Regions from separate parts of the Hordeum vulgare genome. Here region 1 is linked to region 2. Evidence: chromatin contacts called from public Hi-C data. All regions are on one chromosome and are shown on one strand. The core of a region is the stretch at or near the end of the contact, and the rest is flanking DNA. Distances in the headings are between cores, read along the strand shown. Region 1 holds the start of LOC123432495 (myosin-8-like). Region 2 holds the start of LOC123432479.

Region 1 (4,874 bases), core at 148-2,647, 920 kb before region 2:
TGAGTCTAATTGAATTAAAGTGCTTTGAGTCCCACGTCATATTTAATTCATAGAGTTTAGAGAAAGGAGATGGTGGCTATGCTTGCATCGTTTTTTACATCCATCATGCAAGTCCAATGAGAAGGAGGATGCTACATTTATTGCCTTGGAAATTGAATATGTGAGAAATGTTTCATTGGCTAGTTAAAACTAGTGTCATCCACTCACAATTCACCTTGGTTGATGAGATTTCAGATTTGAGCCCTATAAACCGGAAAGGAGGGAGTAAGACTTAACTAGTCAACTGCCCAAAGTGGAGTAGAAACCAGCTACGGGGATTTGTCGCTTGTTGAGGTTGACGAAATGCCAGTTCTTTGTGGCTGATGCGCATTGTTTCATGTTTTTGGCACTCGTAGTTTGGGTTAAGGTGGAGTAGTTGTGAGGCCAATTGAGATGCATGTAAAAGCATCCTTGAGCTGGCAGCCGAGGCCTGGGAATATGTTAGCTAGGACCAGTGTGTGTGGGATGTGTGCCAGGTACAATGTGGTGATGTTCGAGCTCACTTGGGCAAGGGAAGAAGTGATGCGCCAAATCTTCAATGCATTTGACAAACTGAGGGATACGGAGATGTTACCCAATTGTTAAATACTGTATGTGTTTGCAGGGGGGGCAACACCAACATGGGCGAAGCTTAGCCATCAGTAATCAGTTACCGACTGGATCGAACTAAAGCAAGAACTACTGCAATATGTGTCTGATTCAAGCATTTCAGTTCTACACTGAACCCACTCGCTCTGTTTTTAAGCTATTACAACCAACAAAAACCAGAAAATTCATACCAAACCAGAAGCTACTGTCATGGTCAGACCATCGTACGATGAAACATATGTATCAGAAAATGCACTATTGGTGCTTTTCTTCCTCTTGAAGCATACAAGCACGGTCATCGGATTGTTCAGACCACCGTGGAACCCCGATCCCGGGACTGATCCAGATCGGGGCTCGAATTCGCTGATCGCCGCTCGCACGGAACAGAAGCAACGTACCATGTGCCCCGCCGAAATCCTCGTCAATACCGCCGCTCGATCATGCGGTCACGGTCGCCGTCGCCGTCGCCGTCGCCGCTGGATCACCGCCCTGCCGCCAATGACGTCGTCGTTGACGGAGGGCGGCGCAGCGGGGAGATGTGCGGGTGTGACGGTGGGGGCGGGAAGGGGCAGCAGAGAGCGAGGCGAGCTTTGGGAGAAGCGGGAGGCGGCGCGCTGGGAGGAGTAGGTGGCGCGGGGCGTGGACGGAGCACGGTGGAGGCGGCGAGCTTGGGTGTAGAGTCGTAGAGAAGAGACGACGACTGAGCCGTGACGGGCTCGGTTTTTTTTTCTTCTTCTTCGGTACGAGTAGCGTGCGGCGTACTGTCGAATGGAATGTAACCAATCAGAAGGGAGATCCTCCCCTAATTAACCTTTCGGCCCATGTCTCGACCTCTTCTTCGCTTCGCCTCACCAGTCGAGGGGGGCACGTGCGGCGGCGACCGAGCAGTCTAGTAGCAGTAGCACCCCGGCCGAGTTCGGTGTTTCGCACGTGTGCTTGTTCGGCGACAAGGGCATCTCCAATCTAGACCCACGAAAGACCCGCATACATTCCGGCGCAGCAACTTCTTTTTTTTTAAGAAAAAGATTGCGATTATATTAGTAATAAAACATCATCATCGTTACAATCAGATAGCATCAGCAATTCCAGATGCAGAGGTAGTTGGCCCAAATAGATCACTCTCTATCACTGATCTGAGAAAGCTTAGCTAGTTCACGAGCACACTTGTTGCCCTCTCTCCCTATCTTTCGAAAAACAATGTCTGATCTAGTCTGCAGCAGCTTCCTAATCACTGTATAATGCTTTCTTCAACCTATTAAAAGGGTTGCAGGTGATAGGATGTTTGAAATAACCGTCACGCAATTAGATTCAATGATGATCTTTTCATTTTCCAATGTCAGAAGAACCTTCAGCCCAGTGACATAAGCACAAGCATCAGCCTCTTCTACGCTCGCACAAGCAAGACGTTTTATGCTCTCAGCTCTTATCAGTCTGCCCATATAATCTTTTATAATGTACCCAACACTAGATTCTCTTCAACCCGGTGATTCAAATGATCCGCACTTCGTTTGCATAGAAACGAATCAAAAGCAAATCACCAACCTAATTTCAAAATGCTTCCATTCATTGTTTATCCGGACGCATTTCAGGCCCGCGTCTGGTTTACATCCACACGAATACGAGACGGATGTGTCGTGCGTCCGTTTGGTGTCCGTTATGGACCCACCTGTCGGCCACGCAACCATCAACAACGGTCGTAGTCAATGTGGCCATTCAACTCGGACCCGCATGGCAGCATGTGGAAACATCCGGATGGTCGTTTTTTTAAGTGCGAGCGTGCGAGATGCCGGCCTCATCCACTTTTCCTGGTCCACATCTGGCCACGCGTGCTCTCTAGTCAGTGACCACAAAACCCTAGCTCATCGTTCTTCCCCGTTAATATCTGACCGCGCGTGCTCGCTCGCCGGCCACCACAAAACTCTAGCTTGCCATGGAGTTCTTCAGCAAGGGCAAGCTCAAAACCGACACCACCTCTTCTCGTGTGCCACCCTCTCATATGCAGTCGCGTGTGCCCAGTGATAGTCAGCCGCCACGGGACATGTTGTATATCCCGGCTCACCAAGAGGTTGGCACTGTACTGCCAGCCGCTGACGTATCTGTGTGTCAACATCCCCACGGCTCGCATCTAGACCCGCACTGCATCCCTGTGCAGGCGGTGCCTCGGTTGTCGTGGGCACACATAGAGGAGGTGCGCATGTGTGGCGCCCTCCTCACGTCGGAGCAACGGCGTCACCCTACGTATGCATCAGACTCCCCTAACGATTGGCATATACCGAAGAACACTAACTGCGATTTTGGTCTGCCTCTTCTCACCCATACGGTTGTCTACCACAAGATACCTGCAAGACTCGCAATTGGGACAATAGTCCAAGTGTGCATACTCCTTCCTAAATAAGACACATCCTTTCTCACATGCATCTATCTTCTCAGAGGGCATCTTAAGTACACGAAGTATTTTGTCCGACTGGTACAGGTTTGCAGGCATGACATGGCCTTTGGGTAGGAAGCGTCCAAACAGTGTCATCATCGCGCCGTAGCATTCTCTTACCAAGTTGAACTGAGCCTTCAGAGCCATTACTTGTGCAATTGCATCCAGCTGACAAAGCTCAGTGTGCTCATGGAGAGGACGTTTTGAAGACTCCAACATTTCATAGAAGGCCTTTGCAGATTCCTCCATCTCATCTTTTGAATCCCGAGCATCATCGGAGTCTTGCACCATGTCTTCGATCTTGGTACCATGCTCGTCGGTGCGACGACGGACCACCTTAGTTGTGGTGCGTTGTATAGACACACGATGAAATGTCCACACCGTATAATTAGGCTTAAAACCCCTCATGTGCAGGTGTTTAATCATTACAGCCTCTCTCGTCTTTTTATAGTTGTCGCATCCAGGACAGGGGCAATAGTTTCTTTCCTGGCCATTTGCAAATGTGGCTTTCACAAATTCCTTGGTTTTTAGAAACCATTCTTTCGCCATCTCTTTCTGACTAGGGTGACCCGTATACATCCACGCACGATCACTCATCTTGCCTAGCTACTAAAGACACAAGAAATATATTTATATATAATTTAGCATATATATTCATCGGTCAATCAAGTTCGCCATTTTTATTACGTCCATGCAACCCACACGCTAATAGGTAAAGATAGGTCCTAATCCCACCCGACTATGTGTAGATTGGGTTCGTTTTCCCATGCTCTGCTTCGGATCCAACGCAAAATTTCGGCAGCACCTCCCTGTTGTTCTCCTGATACACGTCTCCGCAATAAACAGAGAGGATGTGTATCCGGAGAACAACAGGAAGGCACTGACGAAATTATGTATCAGATCTGGAACAAAGCATATGGAAAAACGAACCCAATCTACACATACTTGGGTTGTCCATGGATAACGCTGGACAATTAGAAAGAATCACGGTTATAAATATAAGCAAATACATGCATATTTATAACTGTAACCCTTTCGAACGGGAGACGCGTACTGGTCACGCATACTGATAAATTAATTTAATTACCTAAATCTAGCAAGTTTCATCCGAAAACCGACCCATGGTAAATGAAGGGGCGAGGAGGAGATGACATTTGTACGGACCCACGAATGCAAGGGCGGAGCTCGTACAACGCACGGGGCGGTCTTCGCACAATAGACCTCACAGCGACGAGACAACTGTCACATGTAAATCCACCCGATCAACACAAATATGCCAATTATGTCTAATTATGTCATTTTAGAGGAAAACAAGACAAGAATATAATATTCCTAAGCTAACCAAGGTTTTTATGCCATTTTGAGCTTATTATGTCATTTTGGAGGATAATTAGCTAACCAAGCTAAAAAATAAGAAGGAGGAGAGAAGAAGGAGAAGAAGGAGGGCTCCTTCTCATCCTCCTTCTTCTTCTTCTTTTCATTTTTCCTCTTTCTTCTCCACTTCTCCTCTTCTTCTTCTTCTTCTTCTCCTCCTCCTCCTCCTCTTCTCCTCTTCTTCCTCCTCCTCTTCTTCTTCTTCCTCTTATTTCTATTTCTATTTTTCTTTATCCTCTTCTTCTACTTATTCTTCTTTTCTTCTTTTTCTCTTCTTCTCCTTCTTGTTTTTTTCTTATTTTGTTCTTCTCTTCTTCTTTTCTTCTTCTCGTTCTTATTTTTTCTTCTCCTCATCTTCTTCTTCTTCTTCTTCTTCTTCTTCTTCTTCTTCTTCTTCTTCTCCTCCTCCTCCTTCTTATTTTTTCTTCTCCTCTTCTTTTTCTTT
Region 2 (5,130 bases), core at 976-3,475:
CGCCAAGAGCTTGGAACTCAAAGTTAGACCGAAGTCTGGTCTCGCTCGGGTTCAAGAGATGTCCCCTCGAGCACGCAGTCTATACAAAGAACTCCAAAGGCTCAAACCTGCTAGTTGGAGTTTATGTCGACGATCTGATTATCACCGGAGATAGCGTACAAGAAATTGAACGTTTCAAGGCGCAAATGAAGAACAAGTTTAGCATGAGTGATCTGGGATTACTCGGCTATTACTTGGGCATCGAAGTGAAGCAAAGCTCCCGAGAGATTTCCTTATGTCAATCGGCTTACGCGGTCAAGTTATTGTACAAGTGTGGCATGTCAGATTGCTACGCGACACAAGTTCCAATGGACCAACATCACAAGTTGAGCAAGCGTAGCTCAAATCCGCCGGTGGACACCACAATGTATCGAAGTTTTGTGGGTAGCCTAAGATACTTGGTGCATACCCGACCTGACTTGGCTTATTCAGTCGGGATCGTGAGTCGTTTCATGGAGAATCCCACAACCGAGCACATGGGCGCGGTCAATCAAATCTTGAGCTATGTGAAAGGCACCATTAATATTGGTTGCACGTACAGAAAGGGAAAGGAAGGATTGATCCTTCGTGGATATTCAGATAGTGACATGGCAGGTGATGTTGATGACCGAAAGAGCACAACGGGCATGGTTTTCTACCTTGGCCCGAATCCGATTAGCTCGAATTCTGAGAAGCAAAAGGTGGTGGCATTGTCTTCATGCGAGGCAGAATACATAGCGGCAAGCACGGCGGCTTGTCAAGCAGTGTGGCTGAGAAGACTACTAGCTATTCTTGCAAAGCGGGAGGTGCAGAAGGTGTCATTGAAGATCGATAACCAAGCTGCAATCTCGTTGTGTAAAAGTCCGGTTCATCACGAAAGGAGCAAGCACATAGATACCCGGTTCCACCATATCCGGGAGTGCATTGAAGAAGGGTTGATCGAGGTTCAACATGTGAACACGAAAGACCAACTTGCCGATATTTTCACCAAGTCCCTCGGTCGACAGAACTTCATCGAGATGAGGAGGAAAGTCGGAGTGCAAGAAGTGAAGTCAAGCAACAAGATTAAAGAGGTGAATGTAGAAGTTAATCGTGTTGTTTTTTTAGGATTAGGAAAGAAAGCCAAACCGAGTCCTAGTAGTATTAGGATTCCTAGTCCTAGTCTATTCCCATAGTCCCTTGTGGACTTGTATAAAAGACACCCTAGGGGTGTTGATTGTAAGACCAGAAAAACGAAAAGCAATACAAAGCAAAGGCTCGATACGGGCTTTTAGCCATCAAATCCATCGATCAGGTTTATTCGTGTCGCTAGTTACGCAAGTTCCGTCAAGTAGCCGGCCGAAGCAAGAATCGCGTAGGCACGCCTGTACAGCTGCATACGCACGTTCAAAAGCCAACAGCAAGGGGCGCCGACGCGCGGAAGGGAGTGGCCGCCGCCCGCGGGGGCTGGTTGGAGCTCGCCCGCGGAGTCGCGAGAGCGAGAGCGGGGCTGCGTCATCCATGTAATGTCCAAGGCCACAATCTGAACTATAGCAAACTTAATTAATTCAGATCAAAACGGCTGCAGCCTTCATGTGACATATCGACTGTGACATATATAGGTATGCCTAGCCCAACGGTCAATTTTCAAAATGCTGATTGGAACAACCACTTTTTATCTTTTATCAACTCGTGTCGTGACTTTAATAGTCGAGCTCAACAACGATGAATTTGCGTCGTTAATTTGTTGAAAGTGTTGTCAGCCTACTATCGTATTTGGTTCTAATTGGCGATGCTTCGCAACTTGAATGAAAATCCTTATCCAAAACATTTCCAGCCGGACTTGGTTATGGTGGCTGTAGATGCTTTTAGTTCTTGTAATGGTTTGGTCGTAGTTAAATACTTCATCCAGCAACGTCACCGTAAGATCACGGTCGAACATGGAAGCATCTAGTGCACCGTGCTAAAACGCTGGTGCACCAAACTCCGTCTAAAAGTTTCAGAAAATATGACAGTGATGTGTCACAAAATTTGAACACAAAATTCGTAGACATCGCGTGGGTAGGTGCTCGCAGTCGTACAAAATTCTGGAATCTAAAAAGATTGCCCTGAAAAAAAATGCTTGGAGCTGCTTTGACTAGCCATAGACCGAACACGTATTACCGGCAACGGCTTCCAAGCAACTACACCAGCTAGCTATTCTCTGCCTATAAATTGAGCCCCTCACCACGTACCAGTACCACTCACCAAGGCACCCAGACGAGATGAAGATATCCATCGCAGCAGCCGCTGTCCTCCTCCTGGCCCTGGCAGCCACGGCTAGCGCGGTCACGTTCGACGTGACGAACGAGGCGTCGAGCACAGCCGGCGGCCAGCGATTCGACAGGGAGTACGGCGCCGCCTACGCCAAGCAAGTGCTCTCGGATGCTTCCTCCTTCACCTGGGGCATCTTCAACCAGCCGGACCCCTCAGACCGCAGGCCCGCCGATGGCGACACCGTCACCCTCGCCGTCCGCGACACGAACGGCATCGCCTCCACCAGCGGCAGCACCATCGAGCTCAGCGCCCGCTCCGTCGGCGGTATTACCGGCGACAACCTCAAGGAGCAGGTGGACGGGGTGCTGTACCACGAGGTGGTGCACGTGTGGCAGTGGGGGCTGCAGGACTACCACGAGCACCACGGGATCTTCGAGGGGATCGCGGACTACGTGCGGCTCAAGGCCGGGTACGTAGCGGCGAACTGGGTGAAGGAGGGCGGCGGCAGCCGGTGGGACGAGGGATACGACGTGACGGCCAGGTTCCTGGACTACTGCGACTCGCGCAAGCCCGGGTTCGTGGCGGAGATGAACGGCAAGCTCAAGGACGGCTACAACGACGACTACTTCGTGCAGATCCTCGGGACGAGCGCGGACCAGCTGTGGAACGACTACAAGGCCAAGTACTCCCAGGGCTGATCCGTTTCATGTTGCATCGCATGCATGTGTACCGGTCTACGTCTATGTACTGATATACTAGTAGTATACTTGTATTACTACACGGTTGATGTACTGCCTGGAATGGAATAAATCAACGTTCGCAAGGTTGAGCAGAAAATGGTGTCAGAGAGAAGAATCCTTGACTGGGGGAGACTTGTGTGAAATCTCACATTAGGTGATAATCGATTCTTTTATAGAAAAAATACATGTCCGAACATTCTCAAATAAAAAATTATGGACACATCAATGATTGATGTACAACCTAAAAAATTTCAGCTCCTAATTCGACAAATATTAATAAAAACAGAAAAGACAATCACATGTGAATGGTGTCAAAGTACTATTCACCCCAAAACAGTCACTATTCGCATTAGAATTTGTCTTTTATGAATCTTCAAATGTACATCGTGTTTTGAACTGATCTTTTTTCGGAGTTGTAGACATGGCCCACAGGGATGTTGTCAAAATAATTTTAGATTTTTTCAACACGCATGAACATCAATTTTTGAGGTTCATCTCATAATCTCACATAATGTGAGAACTCAATCAACTCATACAAGTCTTCCCTTGTCTAGATATGTTGCATCGAAAGTGGTTATTGTATCATGCACGGGGTATCCATCGTCCGCCGCCGTTGTGAGATTTGTGCCATATATTTTCATTGTTTGTTAGAATAAAACTGAGGCTATCCGTCGATCATCCGAGGACCAAGCAATTATATGAGCACGACATCGAGATTTGTTAACGAGGTTCATCAATATGGCTACATCCCGGCGCATGACTACGTGCGCTCCTTCCCGTGACACCGTCACAATACCGCACCCTGGCCGTCCTGCGCGCCGGCACACGCCGCCGGTTCCCCTGCACGCATGTGTTATTATGTTGGCATAGGTTACATCGTGTGCCTATCCCGCTATATATGAGAGGCCTAGGATACAAGTGTCCTATTAGGACACGACTCCATATCATGTCTAAACACAATACTACTACAAGTCCAACTCTAACCTACCTTGTACACAATATTTGACACGACTCTAACAGTTTGCAAAATTTATCATCTTTCAAAGCATTACTTCCTATGTATTAAAATACAAGACATTTTTTTTACATTATCACATGGTATTTCATTATTTTTCTTGTTTAACAAAAGATATCATAATGATTCAATGCGTATCAGCAATGCACTCGGAAACAAATGCACTCTTAGTTGTTAGTACACAGCAAAACTTTATGCTAGAAACAAGAAAAACGACCCAATAAACTAGATTTAACATCACTAAACAAATATATTTTTGTCAGAGACTAAAAACATGGCGCAAATCTCAAAATTATGGCAAACGGTGGATACATGCATAGAATAGTAGAACATCATTTCTCATGTTGCATTCACAACTTATTTTTGAAAAATCATTTCATTAGTGCGGCCTGCATAGACGTTCCTTGTCTGTCATAAGCTTCTTTCTCCACCCACATCTAAATCAACTTTCTAATCGTGAAAAAATCAGTAAATATTAAGATGAATGTCATATCAAGATATTATGTGCCGTCAAAAACGAACTTCGGTAAAAGACAACTTTCACAATTATGTGATAAAAATTATTCATGAAAAATATTGAGGCTCTCATTGGCTGTGTTGAGCCTACATTTATTACCTAAAAATTCCATGTATGGAGAGAGGATTTATAGCACACACTGGCCGAGCAAGCCTATTTTTGGTTGCAGGATTGCGTCCAAAAATTCAGAAACTAGCAATTGTGTTTCCCACTAGCTACTGCCACATAACCTTCACTGAGGATCGCCGGAGATAGAGGAGGTTCTGTTGGGAAATCTTTGTTCGCTCATGTCGGGGCGCAACGAATGATCTAAAAGAAGTAATGTGGTCGTTAGTGTGCTTCAAGATTCATGAAGAAAATTGAGTGGCTAAATAGCGTTCGCTGGAACTGCCTAAAAAACTAACGAAGATATCACAAGGAAGCCCTTCTGGCCTCATACCAAAATTTAACACGACTAAGCCATGACAAACACCATCATCATTCCAAAATTCGCTTCAACTTCGGTACAACCCTGCTAGACAAATCAACATAGGAGATCTCTTCACACTCCTTCATAATATAGGGTAAGATGATCTTTTCTAAAAATATGTCGCCCGCGCCGAGCG

The links. Hi-C and Micro-C count contacts between places; a contact is called where the count stands out from the background.
Region 1: a contact with region 2 is called in a Hi-C map of leaf, with 2.5 times the contacts expected there. The contact joins the promoter of LOC123432495 here to the promoter of LOC123432479 in region 2. A contact is called at or near these places in 2 of 6 Hi-C or Micro-C datasets (leaf and seedling).

What each region holds. Positions count from the first base shown.
Region 1 is chr1H:305,894,870-305,899,743 of MorexV3_pseudomolecules_assembly, reverse strand. LOC123432495 (myosin-8-like) reads right to left here and starts at 1,397. Exons shown (of 39, transcript XM_045115395.1): 1 at 1,026-1,397. The coding sequence starts at 1,028.
Region 2 is chr1H:304,978,626-304,983,755 of MorexV3_pseudomolecules_assembly, reverse strand. It overlaps LOC123432479, which reads left to right and starts at 2,225. Exons shown (of 1, transcript XM_045115394.1): 1 at 2,225-3,090. The coding sequence starts at 2,262. The coding sequence ends at 2,951.